Linked DNA regions of Mus musculus: all the other regions are linked to region 1. Evidence: chromatin contacts called from public Hi-C, HiCAR-type, HiChIP or PLAC-seq and promoter capture Hi-C data. All regions are on one chromosome and are shown on one strand. Each heading gives the region's core, a stretch centred on a gene start, on an enhancer-like site or on the middle of the called end of the contact. The rest is flanking DNA. Distances are from core to core; before and after follow the strand shown. Region 1 holds the start of Ccdc15 (coiled-coil domain containing 15). Region 2 overlaps Fez1 (fasciculation and elongation protein zeta 1 (zygin I)). Region 3 overlaps Pknox2 (Pbx/knotted 1 homeobox 2). Region 4 overlaps Pknox2 (Pbx/knotted 1 homeobox 2). Region 5 overlaps Pknox2 (Pbx/knotted 1 homeobox 2). Region 6 overlaps Pknox2 (Pbx/knotted 1 homeobox 2). Region 7 overlaps Siae (sialic acid acetylesterase).

Evidence for each region. Promoter capture Hi-C pulls out the DNA fragments that hold promoters and counts their contacts. Hi-C and Micro-C count contacts between places; a contact is called where the count stands out from the background. HiCAR-type assays count read pairs that join an accessible place to other places. HiChIP or PLAC-seq counts read pairs in DNA pulled down with a chosen protein or histone mark.
Region 2: a contact with region 1 is called in an H3K4me3 HiChIP or PLAC-seq map of stem cell-derived neural progenitor cells, with 2.3 times the contacts expected there. The contact joins the enhancer-like site here to the promoter of Ccdc15 in region 1. A contact is called at or near these places in 10 of 39 promoter capture datasets (the 3T3-L1 cell line, 3T3-L1-derived adipocytes, the HPC-7 cell line and 7 more) and 2 of 115 datasets of contacts at active chromatin or transcription factors (the NIH/3T3 cell line and stem cell-derived neural progenitor cells).
Region 3: a contact with region 1 is called in a HiCAR-type map of fibro-adipogenic progenitors, with 4 times the contacts expected there. The contact joins the enhancer-like site here to the promoter of Ccdc15 in region 1. A contact is called at or near these places in 16 of 39 promoter capture datasets (the 3T3-L1 cell line, 3T3-L1-derived adipocytes, the C10 cell line and 10 more), 1 of 484 Hi-C or Micro-C datasets (cerebral cortex), 17 of 115 datasets of contacts at active chromatin or transcription factors (astrocytes, double positive thymocytes, embryonic basal ganglia and 8 more) and 3 of 9 other capture datasets (adipose tissue, embryonic stem cells and liver).
Region 4: a contact with region 1 is called in a HiCAR-type map of fibro-adipogenic progenitors, with 4 times the contacts expected there. The contact joins the enhancer-like site here to the promoter of Ccdc15 in region 1. A contact is called at or near these places in 15 of 39 promoter capture datasets (the 3T3-L1 cell line, 3T3-L1-derived adipocytes, the C10 cell line and 9 more), 1 of 15 datasets of contacts at CTCF or cohesin (the NIH/3T3 cell line), 1 of 484 Hi-C or Micro-C datasets (forebrain), 9 of 115 datasets of contacts at active chromatin or transcription factors (embryonic basal ganglia, embryonic midbrain, embryonic stem cells and 3 more) and 3 of 9 other capture datasets (adipose tissue, embryonic stem cells and liver).
Region 5: a contact with region 1 is called in a promoter capture Hi-C map of cranial neural crest. The contact joins the enhancer-like site here to the promoter of Ccdc15 in region 1. A contact is called at or near these places in 7 of 39 promoter capture datasets (cranial neural crest, embryonic stem cells, frontonasal cranial neural crest and 4 more), 7 of 115 datasets of contacts at active chromatin or transcription factors (astrocytes, cardiomyocytes, embryonic basal ganglia and 4 more) and 1 of 9 other capture datasets (embryonic stem cells).
Region 6: a promoter capture Hi-C map of pre-B cells shows a contact between it and region 1. The contact joins the enhancer-like site here to the promoter of Ccdc15 in region 1. A contact is called at or near these places in 15 of 39 promoter capture datasets (the 3T3-L1 cell line, 3T3-L1-derived adipocytes, the C10 cell line and 9 more), 2 of 15 datasets of contacts at CTCF or cohesin (the NIH/3T3 cell line and large pre-B cells), 2 of 484 Hi-C or Micro-C datasets (cortical neurons and olfactory sensory neurons), 10 of 115 datasets of contacts at active chromatin or transcription factors (astrocytes, bone marrow-derived macrophages, double positive thymocytes and 7 more) and 2 of 9 other capture datasets (liver and macrophages).
Region 7: a contact with region 1 is called in a Hi-C map of cortical neurons, with 1.9 times the contacts expected there. The contact joins the enhancer-like site here to the promoter of Ccdc15 in region 1. A contact is called at or near these places in 16 of 39 promoter capture datasets (the 3T3-L1 cell line, 3T3-L1-derived adipocytes, the C10 cell line and 10 more), 2 of 484 Hi-C or Micro-C datasets (both in cortical neurons), 6 of 115 datasets of contacts at active chromatin or transcription factors (embryonic stem cells, extraembryonic endoderm stem cells, large pre-B cells and 3 more) and 5 of 9 other capture datasets (adipose tissue, embryonic stem cells, liver and 2 more).

What each region holds. Positions count from the first base shown.
Region 1 is chr9:37,346,757-37,349,846 of GRCm38.p6, forward strand. Ccdc15 (coiled-coil domain containing 15) reads right to left here and starts at 1,601. Exons shown (of 16, transcript NM_001081429.2): 1 at 1,278-1,601; 2 at 982-1,167. The coding sequence starts at 1,161.
Region 2 is chr9:36,864,048-36,867,137 of GRCm38.p6, forward strand. The region is part of intron 5 of Fez1 (fasciculation and elongation protein zeta 1 (zygin I)); the gene reads left to right. Among named protein-coding and RNA genes, the nearest start is that of Fez1, 33 kb to the left of the region's middle. Within about 2 kb of position 1,559, at least 41 of the 459 cell types and tissues checked have an H3K27ac peak or open chromatin away from gene starts, as enhancers often do. A contact at or near this core is called in stem cell-derived neural progenitor cells, where this site is marked.
Region 3 is chr9:36,897,188-36,900,277 of GRCm38.p6, forward strand. The region is part of intron 10 of Pknox2 (Pbx/knotted 1 homeobox 2); the gene reads right to left. Among named protein-coding and RNA genes, the nearest start is that of Fez1, 66 kb to the left of the region's middle. Within about 2 kb of position 1,559, at least 18 of the 459 cell types and tissues checked have an H3K27ac peak or open chromatin away from gene starts, as enhancers often do. A contact at or near this core is called in fibro-adipogenic progenitors, where this site is marked.
Region 4 is chr9:36,915,066-36,918,155 of GRCm38.p6, forward strand. The region is part of intron 7 of Pknox2 (Pbx/knotted 1 homeobox 2); the gene reads right to left. Among named protein-coding and RNA genes, the nearest start is that of Gm34652, 58 kb to the right of the region's middle. Within about 2 kb of position 1,491, at least 70 of the 459 cell types and tissues checked have an H3K27ac peak or open chromatin away from gene starts, as enhancers often do. A contact at or near this core is called in fibro-adipogenic progenitors, where this site is marked.
Region 5 is chr9:36,937,155-36,940,244 of GRCm38.p6, forward strand. The region is part of intron 5 of Pknox2 (Pbx/knotted 1 homeobox 2); the gene reads right to left. Among named protein-coding and RNA genes, the nearest start is that of Gm34652, 35 kb to the right of the region's middle. Within about 2 kb of position 1,662, at least 9 of the 459 cell types and tissues checked have an H3K27ac peak or open chromatin away from gene starts, as enhancers often do.
Region 6 is chr9:36,962,952-36,966,041 of GRCm38.p6, forward strand. The region is part of intron 4 of Pknox2 (Pbx/knotted 1 homeobox 2); the gene reads right to left. Among named protein-coding and RNA genes, the nearest start is that of Gm34652, 9.6 kb to the right of the region's middle. Within about 2 kb of position 1,405, at least 19 of the 459 cell types and tissues checked have an H3K27ac peak or open chromatin away from gene starts, as enhancers often do.
Region 7 is chr9:37,635,654-37,638,743 of GRCm38.p6, forward strand. The region is part of intron 7 of Siae (sialic acid acetylesterase); the gene reads left to right. Among named protein-coding and RNA genes, the nearest start is that of Tbrg1, 20 kb to the right of the region's middle. Within about 2 kb of position 1,683, at least 12 of the 459 cell types and tissues checked have an H3K27ac peak or open chromatin away from gene starts, as enhancers often do. A contact at or near this core is called in cortical neurons, hippocampal neurons and neural progenitor cells, where this site is marked.

The sequences.
Region 1 (3,090 bases), core at 351-2,850:
AGACAGCCACAGTGTACTTACAAATAATAAGTCTTTAAAAAAAAAAAAAAAGAGGGGGGGAGGGTATGGGGGACTTTTGGGATAGCATTGGAAATGTAATTGAGGAAAATATGTAATAAAAATAAATTAATTAATTAATTAATTAAAAAAAGAAAGAAAAAATACTAAATAAAGCCAAAAAAAACTAGCAAAACCACTCTCATTTGTTAGCAAATACTAACAAATATTTACATCAAATATTTACAATCAAATATCAAATATTTACATGTGTAAATAAATCAAATATTTACATTAAATTAAATTAAATTAAATTAAATCAAAAATTAAATTAAATTAAATCAAATATTTACATGTGTAAACTTTTGAAAGGGCATTTCTTCATCTGAAATGCTTCTACCCTGAGTGTACAGCATTTCTATTCCTTCACAGACAATGACCATAGTTCCTCATTCGTTCAACAACTACATCCTAAGGACCTAGTTTACCCCAAAAACAAAAATAAACAAGAAGTTCCTTGGCCCCGTGGAATTTACAACTTCCTCAGAGTCTATCAGGATTAACCTCTTTCTTTTATTTTCTTATTTTCATTTTGCCTGGATCTGCATTTAAAAACTTATAAACTCTGAGCAACTACTTAACATTTGAAGAGTGACCAACTGTCATTCTTCTTATGTTACAGTGTCGGGAAATTGTACACAGTACCTATGCCATTCACAGCAAACAACCATGTTTGTGAAGTAAACTAGCCTACTTGCTGGTATGTAGTAAGAACTAAGTTAATATTTGATTGTGTCAACCAAAGATGAAGCAAGTTTTGGAAAACACATCATTGTTGTATAATTTTGACGCAAGAATATAACCTGTATCAGAATGGAAACAGCATCCTCCAGCAGTTCATCTTTCTTTAAGTACCAAAAATTTAGAGAAGGCTAATAAAAAGGGCTGGCAGCGATCACAGTAACCGGGTCAACTGACACTCACATGTGCTGGAATTCCCGACCAATTTGGTGAGGCAGGTTCCACCCAAGCCCCAACTGGTATTATGGCCTGGTTCCTCTCAGCCAGCACTGCCAAAACGTCCTTGCTCTTCGTGGGATTTAAAGCCAGGGGCAATTTTGTGGGATTCCGAGGCTTCTTGAGGGGCGCCATACCTCCTGGCATTGACTTCTGGTTAGAAGAAAAGAGAAAGAGGGACAAGGCTTAAGACAAGGGGGAAAGGCGTAAAAATTACTTTCTAGAAGGAACGGAGATGAGAGGACGAAAAAACAAGGATTTACTTGGGAGATGAAAGCCTGCCCAGAGGTGAGCATAGGCGGGCGCTAAGGGCAGGGCTTGAGTCTGAGATGACCGCGGGTGGAAAAGCGCCGGCCCACGGCATGGGGCTGGAGGGGAGTCTAAGGCCCGGGCAGGAGCCGGGGGTCTTAAGAAGCCTGGGCACAGGAGGTGGGGGGCGTCTGAAGCCCGGCCAGGAAAGCGGGGTCCTGTGAGGCTCCAACAGTTGGATAGGAGACCTGTGAAGCCTGGAGCCTGCCGCGATCCGGTCCGTCTCACACACAGACTCAAACTCCGCGGGCTGCTACGCAAAGGACAAACAGCAAACTGCCACCCCGGGGCCCACGCCTGCCCTGCCTCTTCCGCATTTGTCACCCGTCTTGGGCTGGGGAGGCGGGAATCCGAGCGCGGGGATTACGTCACTTCCGCTTCCTGCCCTTTGGTTGGGGAGGACTAGAGCGGGTTGTTGAATCCGGCAGCGAGCTTAGACTCGGCCTCTCTTTGGATACTGGCGCTGTAGTCTTCTCAAATCTCGAAGTGAGAGGTCTGACATGATGAACAGGCGAGTAAGCGTTCACCGCTGAGGAAATCTCGGGAATAGACAGAGCAGTTCTCAACCTAAGGGTCGCTACCTCTGGGGGTCGCATATCAGATATCCTGCAATGAGATATTTTACATTACAGTTCATAGCAGGAGCAAAATTACAGTTATGAAGTCGCACCCAAATTTTATGGTTGTAGGTCACCACAACATAAGGAACTGTATTAAAGAGTCGCAGTATTAGGAAGGTTGAGAACCACTGGGCAAGAACATGTTGCCAGTGGATCCTTGAGAAGCAAACCAAGCCAACAATCAACCAGACTGCGCTTTTATGCAGCCCCTAAGGTTTACAACGCTATTTCGTGATTACCTTTGACATGTTCTTGTGTGTGACCATCACAACTCACTCCAAACAATGCTTGGGATATTTCATTAAACCCAAAAGACATACACTCATTTTACTCAAGGTGTATATTCGTGCTGGGGGTTGAACCAAGGGCCTCTGGCATTCTAGGCAAGTGCAGCAGTGGAAACCCTAGCTGCCTTAATAATTTTGCTTTTAAGTTAGGGTCTCACTAAGTTGCCCATGCTGGACTTGAACTCACTGTGTAGCCCAGGCCTCGAACTTGCAATCCTCCTGCCTTAGCCTTCCCAATGGCTGCCGTTACAGGCACGTGTCACCCTGCTTTACTTCAACATACCTTATTGCAAGCATTTTATATATCAGTATGTTTTCTGGTTACTCCAGATACTCCCAGTGAACAAAGATCCCTTGTTTGGAGAATTTAAAATCCATTGGAGAATTTACACTGACATTGATAGGACATTTCCAGAGAAGACATCACTAGGGCAATTGAAGTTGATCTTTGAGTTTTGTTTGTATTTCATTTTACTCAGTACTGGAAGTTAAGCCCAGGGCTTCATACATGCTGGTCAAGAACTATATACCCTGCCAACTTTTTTTAACTAGTCTACTTTTAAACAGAAACTATATATGATCATAGAACAAGCCTTTATACTCTTCAAGGGAGGGTTTTAGGTATATAGTTGATTGTTTCACAGCTTTTAATGGGATCTCCTAGGTAGTTCAGGTTCCTCCTGCCTCAGCTTCCCAAGGGCTGGAATAACAGTCACAAAACATCATACCCAGGTATAGGATGATTCCAGGTAGGAGCTGGAGAGATGGTTAATTAAGACTGCTTCCTGCTCTTCCAGAGGACTAAAGTTCATATGCCAGCACTCACGTGCTCACACTCTCCTATAACTCCAGCTCCGTGG
Region 2 (3,090 bases), core at 309-2,808, 480 kb before region 1:
AGAAGGAAGAATAAAATTTAAATGCTAAACAAGACTAAAGGACTGAACCACTGCCCAAATGCAATCAATGGTGCTATCATAAAACCAATGGACACACACACACACACACACACACCCATATATGGTAGGATAGGGGCTATAGTTCTGTGGCAGCGCATTTGCCTTGCATTCATGATAACTTAGTATCCTAGGTATAAGCTCCAGTATCCTCTGTGTGAGAGAGAGAGGGAGAGAGAGAGAGAGAGAGAGAGAGAGAGAGAGAGAGCTAGCAGTCTGCAGTCTTAGTGTTCTTTATGTACCATCCTCAAACCAACTTCACACCATGCCCCTCCCTGCAGACTGAGCTATCTTCTGGAGGTTAAGTGACTTATCCAAGTCCACAATTGGAGAAATAGAATTATAAACAATATCTCCTTGCCATTCAGAAAATCCTTTCCACAAAAAAATATGAGTAAGCATTAAATGAGAACAGGCTGCACATCCCAGGCAAGTCTCTAAAGGACAGCAAAGACTGAAAGGAATTGTACTCTTGTTATAAGTAAGTGGAGAGAACCCATTACCTTAAGTAGGCTTGGCAATTTGGAGTCAGGAGTCTATGCTTCCAGAACAGTGAGGGGTTAGGTCTTATCTTCCTTTATGGTTATATTTTGAAGCAGTGGCTCTCAGATCCCTGAAGAAACCCTTCCTGAACTGTGGGGATGGGAGGGTGCTTATTTAGCTATTAAAATTTTTATATGTATTTGAAAAGGACAGACAGAGAAACTCTAAGAGAAAGGTAATATGGAGAAGAAAACTCTCTGTCTCTGTCTCTGTCTCTGTCTGTCTGTCTGTCTGTCTGTCTGTCTGTCTCTCTCTCTCTCTCTCTCTCTCTCTCTCTGTGTCTGTCTGTCTGTCTCTCTCTCTCTCTCTCTCTCTCTCTCTCTGTGTGTGTGTGTGTGTGTGTGTGATGTTTAGGGCTGGGAATTAAACACAGATCCTTAGGCTATCGTGCACTCTATCACACTAGCTATACCCTAACATACTAGCATACACTCTAACACTGAGCTATACCCTCAGCCATCTTCCTTTTACTTTCAGTGTGGAGAGTGAAGATCTCATTTTCAATTTACACTTTTCCTATACATTATCAGGGGCAGTGCAGATAGCACTTGAAACCAGGGAAATTAACTCCAGAGTCCAGTCTTTTAATGCCTGTCTCACATTACCTCTCTAGCACAGATTTATAGTAATGACTATACAAAGGCTGGGCTGGATGAAGCGTGAAATGAAAATGCAATAAAAAATCAGCAGGTGTCTTAGGGATGCCTGTGCATGCTGAACTGCAAGAGGAAGCCTGCTTTTGCAGAGATGTTACTATGAAGTAGAGTGGGTAGTGGGGCTGCAAAAGAAGGTGTGTTTGTCAGGGTAACTCAGTCCAACTTTTACATGGAAGTGGCAAAAACTGAGACAGTGGAGCACCACATCCTGAAAGCAAAGCTGCCTGGCCCTAAGGAGATGAGGCAGGCAAGGCTGTGCCACTGCAGGAAGCCAATGGGATGATAGAGTGGGTTTGGCTGCCTGGCTGAATTCATCACCCGCCCAGTCAGGCCATTCTCAGGCACACAAAGGGCCCAAACATAGAAACACTCAGCAAAGCAAAGCGAAATGGCAAAAAACAGAAGGAGGAGGACAGCTTCAAAGAGCAAAACAAAGCAGGAAGTGCCAACTGAGTCATCAGATACCCAGGCTAGGCAGAAAAGAGAAGGAAGAGTGAGAAATAAAAGGTGCTCCTTAAATCTATTCTATGTATTAATATGCTTAATTGGTATGTGGCAAATTTATGTGTTTATGGGCTGCAGTGTCATTTGAAACATTTTAATACATTTAATATTGTATACAGTGTAATGAAAATATCCAGGTGACTGGCTTCTCTGTCATCTAATTCAAAGTAATTTCTTTCTTTCTTTCTTTCTTTCTTTCTTTCTTTCTTTCTTTCTTTCTTTCTTTCTTTCTTTCTTCCTTCCTTCCTTCCTTCCTTCCTTCCTTCCTTTCTTTCTTTCTTTCTTTCTATTTATTTATTATTATACATAAGTACATTGTAGCTGACTTCAGACACACCAGAAGAGGGCGTTAGATCTCATTACGGGTGGTTGTGAGCCACCATGTGGTTGCTGGGATTTGAACTCAGGACCTTTGGAAGAGCAGTCAGTGCTCTTACCCACTGAGCCATCTCTCCAGGCCAAGTCATTTCTTTCTAGTGGGGTTTCTCTCCCTCTCCCTCTCTCCTTTCCCCTCCCCTCCCCCTCCCCCTCTCTGTCTCTCTGTCTCTCTCTCCCTCTCTCTCTCCCTCTCTTTCTCCCTCTCTCTCCCCCCTCCCTCTCCCCCTCCCCCTCCTCTGTCTCTCTGTCTCTCTCTGTCTCTCCTTCACTCTGTATTGCTAGGGGTTACACCCAGGGCTTCCTCCATGCTAAGTAAATGTTCTGCCACTGACTGCATACTCAGACATGTGTCAGGAAGATTTACAATCCTTTCTGTTCACTGGATGTGGTAGCACATACCTACCAGCATTTAGGAGATGTAGGCAGGAGAGAGAGCTAGAGGTTATCCTTGGCCACATATTGAGACCTTGTCTCAGAAAACAAAATAGCAAGGGTGGGAAAGATGGCTCAGCATTTAAACGCATTGGTTGATCTTGCAAAGGACCCAATTTCAATTCTCAGCACCTACATGGCTACTTATACTTACCATTTGTAAGTCCATTTCCAGGAGATCTGATGCCCTCTTCTGGCCTCTGTGGGGTACCATTTCCACACAAGTACAAGGTACACAGGCATACATGTAGGTAAAACACACATACGTGGTATTAAAAAAATGTTCTCTATCGCTTCCTTCCTTCCTTCATTTCTTTTGTAGGAGTACTTACTATGTAGATCTGGCAGTCCTGAAACGCTCTAATATAAACCTATCTTTGAACTCACGGAGCTTAACTTGCCTCTGCCACCCGAGTGCTAGCATTAAAGTCATGTGCTATCATGCCTGGCTCTCCTACCCTTTTTGAAATACTCAACTGATGGTGATCTAAATCTATTCTATATCACTCAGCCCTAAGAG
Region 3 (3,090 bases), core at 309-2,808, 450 kb before region 1:
ATTGGAAGAAGGCCACAAGGGGAAATGTCAGGCCGTGTAAGGGTGAACAGGCAGGGATCCTGGTGATATTCCCATCCTACTTCACAAGGGTCACAGGAAGGAGCTAAGCCTTCCTATCTATGGCTGCCAGAATCTTTCCCTGTTATCTATGGAGGATTGGTTCACAACCCCTCATAGACAGCAATATCTATGGATGACCCATTCTCATTCCATAACATAGCACCCTATTTCCATACAGCCTACACATCCTACACAGACCTGGGAACTGAGCACTATGAAAACTCAGAGGAAAAGCGTATATGATGGCCATATTCTCCTTGGTGCCAAATATCATCTCTGGATTACTGACAATATTTCAGATAACCATGTGGAAATAATCATTATACCATATTACTTAGGGAAACAATGTTAAGAAAAAGAATCTGTATATGCTTAGTGCAATTTTTTTCAAGTGTTTTCAATCCATACTTAGTTCAGACTGCATGACATAGAACTTACAGGTATGCAAGTTGACCACACATGTCCTCCATTACTGATCTACTACTGATATCTCTTCCCTCATCTTCCCACTGAAGACATTTCTGAGTGCCACTGAAACTGTCACAGAGCAAATCCTCAGGGAGGCCTTTTCAGCTTCCTTAGGCCAAGGTGGTCATCAAGGCCTCTGAATAAGTGCATTGTGCTCATAATACAGGGACATCCATAGCCAGAAGGAAACTATGGACTACCCTTAGGCAGGAACTCTGGCTCATAAGAAGTTATCTCAATAGTGCCCAGACCAGTCACAGGAATGGTCCAATTATGGTGTATGAGTATACAAGTCAACAGACACAACAAGAAGGACATATGGATGAGGTTGGTTCTTGAGCAGAGTTGGGTCAACAGTTTACACAGGCTGGATGTCTGCTGCTTCCTGAGTGCTAGAAGTCAGAGACATCTGAAAGTTAGGAGTTCACAGCTGAAAGGTGGAGGTGCGAGCACCTCCACTGTAGGTAGTGTGTACTAAGGCTCTTTGGGTCATAGGAGAAGAGTGGGTTTGTTTTGTTGGGGAGGATGCCTAGGGAACTGGGGCCTCAACTGGGCTTTGAAGAATACCCAAACTACTCCAGTAGAGGAGATAGAAGCCTTTAAGGCAGGAGCCTTATACCATGACTTAGTCAGATGAGCATCTCTTCCCCTGTAAGGACCCCAGAGAGGGAAGTCTCCTAGCCTACTATGGAAGAATGATGCTTCTTGTCTCTAAGGAGTCTCTGCTTCTGGCACTGAAGGATTGAGTATCTTAAACACAGATTGACATATTTCCACCTTCTTGAATGAGTATGGCTCAATATTCATAGATTGTTATGCTATAGATGGGATTTTTAGATCTCTTATGAGCACCCCTACTAACAGGTCCCACCACCTCTCTGTCCCAGCGTACCACCTCAGGAGGCACAGGGTGGAGCCTGTGGATGAGTAGAAACAGTTAGCCCAGCTTTGGGAACAGGTGTGTGGGCCAGAACATTCCTGGCACCACAGTCAAGTCCCGGGGAGCAGTCCAGCTTGTACACGCCTTAGACCACATGACTCTTGAGGACAGAATCAAAATAGTCCTGGCTTCTGGACAGACCACAATTGAGTCAGGGCTACTTTTAGCACAACTGGAAAGGCTTGAGTCCAAGGACAAGAGAGGGAGTGAAATGAGATCTTAGGAGATGAGCATTGTCCCCTGGAAGCTGTGCTGTGATCACCAGCTGGAGGAACTCTGCTGAAGGCCAAAAGGAAGGGCCCAAGCTGCAGCTCCCTCCAAGTGAATGAGTCTTCCTTGAAAAAGGTATAGCCCTGACTAGCAAAGTCAAGATCCTTCTCAGTGCCTGCCTGAAGACTTCTACAACTGGGCAAGGCTGCTTGATGGTGAAGAGCGGTTGAGGAGCAGGTGGAGTCTTGTCTCACTCTCTGGTCACCGTTGGGCCTCGGCTACTCATTCTGTGTCTTTTGTCCTTAGCTTTCTCTGGTTAAAATGGAAGTAACTTCAGAGTGATGTACAGGCTGACAGAACAAGAGTGTTATATCCCTACTGATGCATAGCAGCCTCTCAGACTCCTTCAGTTGAACACTCAAGACAAGGAACTTGAAGAATAGGCATTAAGTAGGTGCTTTTTGGCTCCCTCGCAAACTAACCTAAAAAAAAAACAAAAACAAAAACAAAACTCCTCTGCAGCATTCCTGATTCTGCCCTTTATACCTCCACAACTCTTGTTTCCTTGGATTCAAAGGACACTGAAGTAGCTTCTAGTTTGAAGAGTGAGCTCTGGTCAGAAGAAACTAATCCAGCACTGGTTTTTTGTATCTCTGGCAACTTCTTTCATTCAAGGTTACCCTGTGATGACCCTCCCACCTCCCTAAACCATGTGGATCTCACCATGTGGTTGATTGGGTCACAAAGGGAGCTGTGATGTGGGGAACATCAACCTGTGGGTATCAGTGCCCATACTGACAGCAGACTCAGTAGGGAGTGGGCTTCCCTTTCCCAGACCTGCGCTAGAGCCTACCAAACCTTTCTTGCTTTCCCCCTCTTGGCAACCATGGGCTTGTTTTGGAGCCTTCAATCTATGGGAATGCCACTGCTCAGGAGGGCCTGGAACCCAAAGGGAGGTACCCAGTAGGGGCAGAGCTTTGAAATGACCATATGGTGTCACATCTAACATGACACGGATGCCAGATGCACCCTGATTTCAGAGATGATAGAGCAAGCAAGCAATCATGCAAGCAGACAAGTCATGCATTGCTTGACCGAGGCAAGTGCAGTTAGCAATGGGAACTCTTGCCATGTTTAGAATGCTCATTCTTTCTTGTTTTTACTCCTACCCTTTAAAAACACAGAGAATTACAGAGAGCTAAGCAGCACAGCATCACCTACTGCCATACAGCAAATGCTCCATACTCATCCACCCCTAGGGCAAAAGATGGGAGACTGATCCCACCCTGGGAGCTTCATCTACTTCCTTCCAACCACTCTCCCAAAGGCAAATTTTTTATGAAAATCACTTTCGTACTTTTCTGTAGGTCATTCTGTATGTCTGCCCTGTAGCACAATGTCTCAGTTTTGCC
Region 4 (3,090 bases), core at 241-2,740, 430 kb before region 1:
AGAGCCCTAGTGTTTTTTTATTCAGCAGTAGGAGAAGTTGAGTCAAGGCTACACAGGACAGCACAGACCTCGTCATATGCTTCCTTTGGTATTCTCTGGTGCACCCCTGGAACTTGGTACCAAGCCTCAGAAATCTAAGTATAGCCCCCGTCTCAGAAGAGGGCAAAGACCCCACCTTGCTGTGATGTCAGGTTGCATATTAGTCTGTAGCTCTGTGGAACGGTGGCGACAGGGCAGCTCTGACTCTCTAGGGACAGTCTTCGTCATTTTTTTTTTTTTTTTTTTTTTTGAAGAAGCCACTGTGGCAGCAGCGAAAGCCCTGGGGAAGAATCTATTGGCTAAATACATGGTATTGTTGTCTTCTCAACAGCTTCCTGGAGGCTTATCTGACTCCAGACCCAGGCGGCTGCTGTGTACACTCACAGAGGGACACCCACAGGGAGCGGAGAAGCACAGTGGTTGCAGTGTAAGTGACACTTCCAGCATCCAGTCTCGCATCCCTCTCGAGCTGTCTAGGCACCAGGCACCAAAAGCAGCTGAAGCTGAGCTCAGTCCAAGAACTCTGCTGTCTCTCTGGAGAGCCACAAGAAACCTGGCCTCCACAGGTGGTATGACCCCCCCCCACACACACACCAGTTTATTTGAGGTGGACAGGCAATGAGTCCCTCAGAAGAGGCTGAGCAGAGGGAGAAGCAACTTTACAAAAGCAAGGAACATGTGCCCCCAGAGTGCCACCTGCAACACCCTCACCCCTGCCCTCATCTTATGCACATCAATCAACGGTCATCAGTTTTACTTCAACTCTCATTTCTGGAACAAAAAGGAAGACTTCTTCAGAGAAAGGGATTTACTAAGAAACAAGAGGGGCTCTGGGATGGATCTTGGGAGTGTGTTTGTGGGATAATGGGGCACACAAAAACTGGCTGTGACCACAAGATTGGATCTGTGCTCTGACATCAGCTGGAAGAGTTGTCCGTCTCCTAAGACTTCTGTCTTTACTCTTAATAGGGAAAGGGCCTGAGATGCTCAGGAAGTTATTTTTCACCTAAAGAAGAAATTTCTGGGAAGCACACACACACGATCTCACATACAAATACTCACACACATTCACACACATGCACATATGCACACATACATGCATGCTCACACCCACACACATTTATGCACATATGCATGCATGCACACACACAAACACACACACACACACACAATGGGGTAAAAACCTAAAGCATGACAAAAATAAATGATGGAAACATTCCTCTTGAATGTATTTTGAGATGTTTGGAATTTTTATCTTACTAGGTTGTCCCTGAAACAGGGAGATAAACTGGATGACCTTGCAAAATCCCTTGCATTTTAGGATTAAGAAAAAAACAAAACAAAACAAAAAACCGATGGTCTCTAGGATTCCAGTGAAAGGATTAAGGAACAGGATCCAGATACAGGGCCCAGCCATCTGCTATCCTTGCCCTGGCCACTAGGGGTCTCTGCGGATCCATAGCCTCAGACCAGCTCACCAACCCCTCCCAGATGGCTACCACCAAGACTAACTTGCCTGGTCCGAGGGGAGGGTGGGACGTATTTCAGTGTCCCACTTCCACTGGAAGCTTGTCCCATCTTTCTAGGCATGGACGCGGACAGTCCTCTTGACTCTTCCTTATTTCCTATCACCTTTTACAGGGCACACAGAAAGGTTCTCTCTTGTGCAGATGTCTGTTGCCTTAGCTTGGGAATAGGTTTGTGAGGGAAAGAAGGCTGACTCTTCCTTTGACACTGTGCCTAGCACATTTTGGAGTGCGTGCTAGATGCTTCATAGATCTGTGGTCTAACTGGGCTGTACGCGCGTCTAGGTGGTTGAGGAGGTTGCCTCTGTCCCCAGACAGCCTTTCTGGCAGAGTCCCTCTGTTCTATCACAGCCAGAGTCCTGCCTTAGACCAAGAAGAGCTAGGCTTGCAAAAGCAAGGAAGCCAAGCACATATAAACAAACCATCTAATCCTGTCCTGTTCCACCCCAGCTGGGGGCTTTGGCCTCAAGGGAAAGGCACTCCAGGCCTGTGGAGACAAGCAGCAGCTGCTGCTCTTAAGGAACACTCCTTCCCGGAAGGAGCGGGAGCTCTCAGGTTTCACCCACCGGGCAGGAACTACACACTATGAAGCCCAACAGAAGTCACAGCTCTACTGCTATGGCGCAATGGGGTAGCACAAATCCACTTCTTGCCTCCTTGGTCTGGGGTGCTGCTTTCCCGTCTAAGTGGTAATACTCCTGAGGTGGACCACCTTCCTTTGTCCCCACCCGATCTGAAAAGTCACAGGTCACGTCCTCAAGATGATCAAGCATGGGGCAGAAGTCCTAAGGCCTTGGCAAGAGTGACTGCAGTATACCGCCTTCCACCTCCCTGATAACTTTGGAAAAGCAAAGCTTGCTGCATGTCAGGGAGAAGTCTACCCCTCTGAGGGAGAGATGGGCCGTCAGTGACTTCCATAGACTGCTGGGGAGTCCCAGAGCTAAGAGCTGGCTCCTTTACAGGCTGCTAAGCCCAGTACATTAGGATGTCCTACTTACTTCCCCATCTTCCAATCAGTTACCAAATCCAAACTCATGCTCCACAGTAACTGCTATGTCCCCTCAAGTCTCTGCATCCCTGGATTGCAGTCATCCCATGCCTAACCTGGGACCAGGAACCTTGCTCTCCTCTCTATCTGTAACAGGATGCCACTATGTTAGAAGAACACAGGCTCTATAATAACCATATACACATTCACTACTTAGTGTATGGTGTCGGGCCTGTCTCTTTTCTTATATCCTTTTCTCTTTCCTTGGGTGTCATAAGGAAATATAATGTCCATCTGAAGTCTTGTGAGGGATAAATTAAAATTTTACACATAAATACTTAGTGCACGCTATTTTTGTGATACGGGGAGCTCAGTCAATGCTGCGGGAGCTCCTTTCTCACCAGTTCATGTTGTAGCCATAAAAGCTCAATTAATTTGTCCTGCAATGTGTCTCCAGCACTGACCCTATTGTATATATCCCTATTTACTCTTTAAAATATTGAGCAGTTGGCTATAATAGTCAACATCGAAATATAT
Region 5 (3,090 bases), core at 412-2,911, 410 kb before region 1:
AACTTATTGTTGTATTCAAGAATCTTGCCATGTGTACTGATAGAAGGCACTTAAAAAATAGCTGGTGACTGAATCAAAGAACTGTGTGTGCATGTGCGTGTGTGTGTGTGTGTGTCTAGATGAGCAGAAATGTTTTACCAAATAGATTTATGGGTCTTAGTATAGAGATCACCACCTCCTGGAAGCTTCCCTGGCTGTATACACACTGTCTCCCAAATCTCTGAGTTTTTGTTTTATCATCTTCCTAAGGACCTAGACTTCAATCAGGAATCAAGCCTATCTACCCACTCCTAAATATCCAGAGTCTGGCAGATGTATGTGAATCTTCACAAACATTTGTCGAACATGGATGTTGCATGTTTGCACACATGAACAAACATCACACTTATTTTTGAAGCACACACTCCTGTGTGTGCCTAGGTTATTGACTCTAGAGTGCAGAGAACTCCAGTTCTCTCCTGTTCTTCCAAGAAAGCATCTGCATCCTCTGGCCTGTCCCCTCTAACTCCTGAGACCACAGCATCTGCTTGTTTATTTTCTATGCAGCATCATTTCATGGGAGAGGAAGAGGATCATGTGCTGGACCTAGCTGTTGGTATTCTGCCACAGGAATGCTCTCACTAGCATCGACCAATGGAACTTTCTGTAGTGGTGCAAATGTTCCGCGTTTGCACCATCCAACACAGGAACCAATAGCCACTTGAGGCCAATGAACACTTGAAATACGGCCAGTGCAACTAAGATGTTGAATCTTTAATTTTATTGAATTTTAATTAATTCAAATTTAAATTGTCACATGTGGCAAATGACCACCATGTTGAAGAACATGAAAAGAATACACATTGCTTCCTCCCCAAATGGATGCACCGAGATCGGAGCTAAGCATCTAGTCAGCACAGTATGTTCAGCACCCATCAGTAGGCTGGGGGAAGCCCTGGCGTCTGTCCTATCCTGAATCCTAAAAATCCTGGGCAGAAGCAGACAGGGAAGGCTTAGCCTCATCCTTCCTGCCTAGGTCTTTCCACTCAAGTGCGAGATGGGCTGGTCCTTGTTTAGAGAACTGATGCACAAACTCCAAGGCCCCAGGGCTATGTACTGGGCTTAGAGTATGCAAGAGAGAGGGCCAATATTTAAGGTGTGTTCTTGTGCATCCCAGAATTGCAAGAAAGCTCTGTTGTACCCAGGAAGGAGCTGACAGGGAAAAACAATGAGCACATTTATCTACCCAGCGGAAGACAAAAAGAACATCAGGTGAAGGGGTTAAACTCCAGTATAAGACTTCATTTGCAGCCTCCAATACTGCAGCATATTATGGTCTAATCTAACCTGATCCCAGTTTAATGCAAGATTCTCCTGGCCCTGAGTGGAATACCAAAGAAAGCCTCAGTGGCTGTAATTTAAGCAGAGCCCTGCAGTGGTTTAGCTGAGGGCCATGAAAGGCAAATTCCAGACGGCGTTATGAATTATTGCGCCTTATGAACCTTCCTACTCTCAACAGATGCCTGCTGCCATTTAAACAGCCACTAGATCAATTAGGAATGAAAGGCACAAATCGACTCTGTACAAGGGCACTAAATTACCAGGAACTAATAATCCGAAGCATCGTGCCAGGTGGTGGGGGTGCAGCCTATGCCCCAGCCCACAGCAGCCTCTCGGTCACTGCACATTCCTTCTTCCCTGGCTAGAGGGATTGGGGTGGGGGGGTGACAGATGCTAACCAAATAGAGAGGTGGGGGATGTGGGGGAGGGGTGTAGACTGGAGTTGAGTGCAGGCTCTCCACAGAGCAAGTGTTTGTCCTATGCCAGCATGTTTGTTTCACTGTGTGTGCATGGGATGCTGTGTTCATACAGTACATATGCACATGGGGCTGTGTACATGCAACTGGGGACTGGGTTTTGTATGCCACACGCCTAGTGTATGCTTTACCTGTATGTAGTGTATGTGCAGAGTTGTGTTTTCTGTGTGCCCAGCATGAGTGACATATGGGGCAGGTAGGTGGGGCCTGTTGGGATTCAACGCTCCAGCTACAAGCATAGAGAGGGGAAGAGATTTCCTCTGATCCTACTCTTGCCCCTGCAGGGAGGAGCAAGCAGCTTTTCTTAGAATGGTCAAGGAGGGCCTCTCTGAAGAGGTGACATAAGCTTGGAATGATGAGGGGGCAGCTATGCAAAAAGCTGAGGAGAGGTGTTCCCAGCAGGAGCAGGGAAAGCAAGGCACTCTGAGGCGGCTGACACAGCCACCTGTGATAGCGTGAGGGGGACCAGGAGAGGAGTGGAAAAGATGTGGCCAACAGTAGCAGAAGTCAGGCTATGACGTCTTAGTGGGCACAGGAAAGTGCCACAGAGCAAGGTTTGCAGGGGTGGCGGTGGGGCATAAGGTGGCAGCGTTAAACACATTGGGGAACTACATCCCCTCTTCTGCAGAGCCATTGTATGGATCTGTATTACAAACCTTCCACTTGAAGGTGTCAGGTCTCCTTAGAATGGATGTAGGGGGGAAATCTGGGGCTTTTTTGTTTCATTTGAGAGTATTTTCTTTCCATCTTTCACTACATTTATTTATTTATCTATTGCAGTGTGCATTATTATTTATTTATGGGGGTGTGCGTTGTTTATACATTTATTTACTTATCTATCATTGGGCGTGTGTACTATATTTATTTGTTTGTTCACTGGAGGTGTGCACTTGCCACACTGCACATATTGGAGGTCAGGGGACAACTTGCAAGAACTAACTCCCTCCATCTACCTTGTGAAACCCTGGGGATTGAACTCGGGTTGCCAGGCTTGGCAGTAAATGCCTTAACTCACTGATCCATCCTACAGTTTGGGATATTTTCTATGCTTTTTGTGTTGGCTATGGTCCAGGGTAGATTCCATGGGACTGTGCCAGGCTCCTGCTTCCCTCATGGGCTGAGCACTGGGCAGCTGAGCAACACTGTCAACACCTCCCTTCTCTTATTCCCCCCCTCCACAGGTTCCTGTGACTGCCTCATCCCACTGACACAGGAATCCATCCTTGGGAGCCCTGCCAGGCCAGTGGGCTATGTGTGGATCCCATGCATTACCCTGCAGATCACTCAGTGAAGT
Region 6 (3,090 bases), core at 155-2,654, 380 kb before region 1:
AGGGAGAGGAACCTTATCTCAGACTTCTCCGTTTTGGGGGACGTGACCACTCCTCACTTCCCATTCATTTCCAAAGGAGTCTTTACTCCTGTTATGGTCCCAAGCCAGCCAGTGATTTCCAACAGACTCTTTAGGGAGCCTAACAGAGTCTGATTGTGTGCATGGGTCTAGTGTGTGTGTGCGTGTGTGTGTGTTCTTAGCTGGAAAAACATATCTGATATGCCTATTGTGTTCCTAATAAAAAAGTAATTAAAGTTCAATCCCACCTGGGCCATGGAGATGTGCAGAAGATGCAGTGAGGAATCAAGCCAGAGCATAGCTGAGCAGATGCCGAGAAACCGCGCCTGGGTTCATACTAAAGTGTTCATAAGCTTCAGAGGCAAAAAGGGCAGAAGTTCCACTTTGCCTCTGCAGAAACAAAGGCTCCATAAGGACAGGAACTCTAATTCTGCACCCCCAGTACACGGCACACACTTGGCAGGACCCGCAGGAAGCACTCAACGTTTGTTACAAAGATGAAGAGACTGGAAGAGATCATTGCTGAAATCATTCGCCTGAATTTGTGTGTTAGATAGCAGCAGGGTCAGACCCAAGATGCCTGAATGTCTGCTGTGGGGCGTGATCCTGCTCTACCAACTCCAAGAACAACAGGAGTCCTGGTGTCTTACTAACCTAGCCCCTCATGCTAAGCCATAGGGACAGTGAGTCTCTTCAAAGGTGGCACGAGAGAGGACACAGCCTGTAAAGTGCTTCTCAACCCTGCTGCTCACGTGGTCACCTGTCCCCTGATTTATTTTAGGCTTTGTATCCTTGGGCCATTAACTATTTTTGTAGCTGTTTAGGGCACTTGTCCTATTTGGAGACAAGAAGATAGACAGTAAGACCTCTTGCTTCTGGTAACTGAGGTAAGAAGGAGGCTAATAAAGGCAAAACCTAAATCAGACCCTGAGCATGTTTTGTCACAAGCTTTTTTTTCCAGTCCTGGGGACAGTCCACCATCTCATATGCAGGGACAGAGAGGGCTCAGCTAGACCCGGAGTTTGCTTTTTCCCTCTATGCAATGAAGAATCCAGGTCTAAAGAAATGGGTGGCCCAAGCAGGCAGGGAGAAAGGTCACTGAATATAAAGGGAAGAAAGGCCCACAACAAAATAAAAGGAAGAGAAGAATATGTTTTGATGAATCAAATCGAGGGAAGGTGGGTCTCCCATATGGTCCCTGGGGTGTTGCCCCCGGGGGCAGAGGGAACTGTCAATCATAGCTACAGAAAAGGCTTAGGGGAACTTTCAAAGCAGATGAATTAACTTTATGCTGCAAAGTGAATGTGTTTCACAGGCAGCTGAGCAGAGGACCTTGCAAGGCAGGGGGCTCCGGGCCTTAAAGAGATGAGAGGAATGTAAAGGACTGTGACAACATCTGAACCTGCTTGCCCGGCACAGCTGCCTGGCCTGGATGGAGGCCATTCACAGCCAGGGGCCCCATCCACCCCCTTCTGCCTTGTTAATGAAACCAGCATGGGGATCCTAATGACTGATCAAAGCCCAGCCAGCTTCCCCAGGCCCGATGCACCCCCGGTTCTGCTTGGAGCATCTGGGCTAGGACAGGGAGGGGAAGCAGGGGCAAGTGGGTCGAGAATGCTTTGTAGCCCCATCTCTGGCTGTCTTACCTTCCCAGTTGCAGAAGGGGGGAAGGCCTCATTTTGACCCTGGAACTATGAATGCAGTTTCCTTGGTCCCTGACATCGTTCTCTTTACTCCAAGAGTCACAGGGGGATAAAGCAGTGGACCTCTGTTTCCATTAAAACTCTGGTTCCATTAAAGGCCTCAAGCAAATGTTTGCCTTCCTTCCTTCTGAAGGGAGCTTCCACAGATGAGCCTGAAAGCTGAGTTCTCATTTTGTCCATCATGCTCTCTCTGATGAACCAGGAAGCCAGTCCCTAGTAAACTGCCAAAGTCCCTCTCAGGGTAAGTATTGTTCTGTCATTCAGCAGCGGGAGCTCCCGGCTACCTGGCTATCCATCGATTCCCGTCTACCCTACGCACACAGTGCCACATCCACCAGGGCTGAGAAAGGACCCATTAAGATCTCTGCTTTCTGGTTGAATGTTCATGTAGCAAGCAGGGCCTGCTGTAAATGTGCAGACAGAGAATTTTAAACATTGACTATCTAACCCAATAGACCAGATGATTTAAATATGTGTCTTGCTTATAAACCAAGACCATCTATGGAACAGTAGATGTGTGTTTATGTTTGAGGAAGAGTAGGATGGAACTTGCTGCTTCCTCTTTCCTTGGTAAGGGCTTGGAAAGGGTAGAGAAGCTGTTGCCTTCACTACTAAATCCCCATTTCCTGGAATTGCTGGTAGAGCTGGGAGACCTTGGCATTGTGGGAGATGCTGCCTATGCATATGCTGCCTGACAAGGAACAGGAGGGCTTCAAATGTGTCTGAGGTGGGAGAGAGAATACAGGTAAGGATATAGGACTAGAAGGACTCACAGGGTGGTTGATCCCATGAGAAGTCTAGAAAATTTATATATATATATATATATATAATACATAATATATAATATACAATATTATATGTGTTATATATATATATATATATATATATATATGAATGCTATGACTTGGAGTTAGAGTTAGTAGGGGTTCTGGGGTAGAAGGAGGTGGGAGCTGTAAAAACCCCAGTGACTATGATGACCAGGCCAGAGTTGCATAAGAACAGAAACAATGATAGGCAAATCACCACGATGCATTGAACTGAGGGTTCATCCATGCACTTCCTATCCAGCCTCCCGGTATACAACATTTTCTTATACAATCCTGAGTTCGAGCAATCCACCTCTATCTCTTCAATGCATAGAATGAGGCACAGCATACTGGAATTGAGGTGTTAGAGTTTTTTAAAAAAAAATTGTTAAGTGATCTGAAGAGAAACCAGAGTATGAGGTATTGTAACTAGACAGCAGAGGGCGCTGCTTCTCCAACAGACTTCAACAGAGAGCTACAGGAAGGAGGAGGTAAGTCTACATGAAGGGTATTACTGTGTTGTTGCTTTTGCCACTTCTAAATATACAATCGGTCTTCAGAAC
Region 7 (3,090 bases), core at 433-2,932, 290 kb after region 1:
GAAAGGGTTTTTGTTGACTTTCTTCCACCTAGCATGGCTTAATGACTTACTTTCTTTTTTTACATGTACTTGTTGTTTGAAGGTGACTATGTAGTTCGTATGAAAAATATGCACTTGGATGCATATAACCATGGCATCTGGTCTTTTAAATTTGACAGTTTGCAGAAGCCTCTTACCCTTTAGCCTTAACTTTATCACCAACAAAAATATGCTAGTTACTTTTTATATTACCATATGTATTTATATAAGTATGTGGATTCAAAGGGAAACACCCAATATGACAACTCAAGATAGTGTGGTACAAGGTCTGGGACTGGAGTTACACATCTGGGATTCCTACTCTTTGAGCTGTGTAATTGTGAACAAACATCTTTCTTATTTTAAGTATTGCATGACTTAATCTATGTGAAAACATGCTGGGTGCTAGCATTTATTATTGTTGTAAGAAGTCAGGACATTTGCAGGGAGAGCTGTCTTGTTAGGAAAGATGACAGATGGTGTTTGAAGTAATGCAGCGGTGAGATCACAGTTAGAAATTCAGGACTGGAGCCCATGGAAGAGACCATGGCTGGTGGGGCACTCAAGAGTTACTGATAGACAGGTGGCTGGAAGCATGAGGGAAGGAAGATCTGGAGGCCGGGTTTAAAAGGGATCTTGGAGGAACAGATTGAAAACTTCACTAGTATTTGTAACATCTTTTGAATGTGACCAGTTTTGTGGGTTTTTTTTGTTTGGCAGTTACATATCTTCATTAGTCTTCGTATTTGTAAGAAGCACCATGGGAGGTTGAACCAAGCTTCTTCGCAGTACTTCAGATTAGGAAAAAAACACAAGCATTTCATTTGGGTGTGGAGTATGCTGGTGCCCCCACGTGGCCAGGGTGCAGCAGTGCCGTCTGGACAATTAAGGGAATTCTCAGTCAACTGCCATTTTGAGGAAAGGACTTTTTGACTTTGAGGGTCGATTGTAGTGGGTCTTTGTGTTGAACTTTAGGCTGTTTCTAGTGACTTTGTTGGTTCGTTCCTATTATGTCACTTGCTGGTGACTCGGGTTCCACTTGCAGTCCTTGCATTGAAAGAAGATGGATTACTCATTAGATCTCTCTCTCTCTCTCTCTCTCTCTCTCTCTCTCTCTCTGTGTGTGTGTGTGTGTGTGTTGGTGCAGGTGCATGCACTTATATGTAGAAGACCATAGGACAACTTTGGGTATGGTTGGTCATGTGCTATCCATCATTTTTTGAGATCAAGTCACTCATTAGCCTGGAATGTGGTCTCTGTTTCCACAGTGCTGGGATGTGATTTCTGGTGATCAGACTTTCCATGCAAGCCCTGTATTGGCTGAGCTGTCTCCTCAGCCTTATTCTTTTAGTTTTTATGAGATTCTGGTGTGAAGCACAGTTTGTCATTTCCTATGTTAAGACAGATTTGCATGCTGAATCTTAACAAGAGAACTGGAATGTTCCTTTAATTCTGTGCCATAGTCAAGGCTGTGGCTTGTCACTGTTTCAGCTTTCTGTTTTCCTAATGTCACACTCGTCACTCACGAAGCAGAAAACATCTTTAAAGTTTCTTCTGGCCATGTGATGATATGAGGCTTTTTTTTTCTTCTGGGCAGCAGGATGAGTAAGACTGGATAGAACAGTCTGTGTAGCTTCCCTGATGGGGTCAGACGTTTTGAAAGAGTGTCAAACGACAATTTGGATGCTGGCCAGACTGTGGTCTGATTTACTGTTAGATCGTGTTTGTAAGAGAGACAGAAAGTAGGTGGATGTCTTCCATTGGCTGGAACTAGGACTGGGAAGAAGGTGCTGTCTAAATCAAAGAACAGTGTGCTCGTAGGAACCAAAAAACTAAGAAAGTAAGAAATAGCAGGAAATACTGTGTCACAGTAGTTGTAAGGTTTTTTTTTTCTTCTTTTTTCATTTGATCTTTTATTATGGTATACTAGTTATATATAATGATAGGTTTCATCAGGATATTTTCTTCATGTACATAAGCAATTTGGTCACATTCACCCCATTACTCTCTCTTGTCCCCTCTCCCTCTTGCTAATCCTGCTTCTCTTTCCAGGTAGCTCCTCTTCATGTCATGTGTGTGTATGAGTGTGTATGTGTGTGAGTGTATACTTGTGTGTCTGTCCATGTCCCAATGCGGTATCATGGGTGCAGGTTTGCTTATCGGAGCTTGGGTACCTTACCAGTAGCTACATCACTGGAGGAAATGTCTCTCCTTATCAACTGTTAACTACATATAAATCCTCAGTGGAGGAGCAGGGGTGGGGGTAGGAGTCCATGAGCCCCTCCCACTTTCATGATATTGTTGACAAGCCCAGTCTTTTACAGCTTTTATGCAGGTAATCACAGACATAATGAGTTGTGAGTTCCAGTATAACTCACATATAATGTAAGGGTATATGTATCCTTAGATACACACATAGAGTGTATCATCTTAGAATTCTTCCTAACCTGCTTCAGTATCCACATGGCTTGCTCTCTCTTGTTTATTTTGTTCATTGGCTATATCTCTCCTCTGGAATGTGATCTTGTAAAATTTTTGCCTTTTTTTTTTTTTTGTCTGTGTTAGAATCAGAAGTTAGTGGTCCATTCCTCTAAAGGTATACCCTTCCTTTGACTTTTACATTCTTCTCTGCTTCTTCCTCAATGCTCCCTGACCTTTGGAGGGATTCATACAGTCATTGAATTTATGCTTGGCATTCAATAGCCATTTGTTCTCAGTACTTTGACTAGGTCAAGAATCTTCCAGGAGCCTCTGTTCTTTGCAGGCTAAGGGGCATATCAACTTTCAGCATGAAGTAGTTAGTCTTACTGCTCACTGTCTAGAGTCTAGCACTTACCCTCACTGCTCCTTCACTAGCCAAGACTCCCATTGACTTAGTGTCTCTTATCAGAGCCTTCCAAACCCTCCTTGCTTCTACCTTGACTCTTTAGGACATTCTCAGAGTATCAGTCAAGGTTCCAGGGTCCCCCCTCTCCCATTTGAGTGGCAGCTGATGCTAACAAGGCCAAGTATGCTTTGCTCCCATCACCTCCTGACCTTACTTCTCAATGCTCTCTACCTATTCCATTTGAC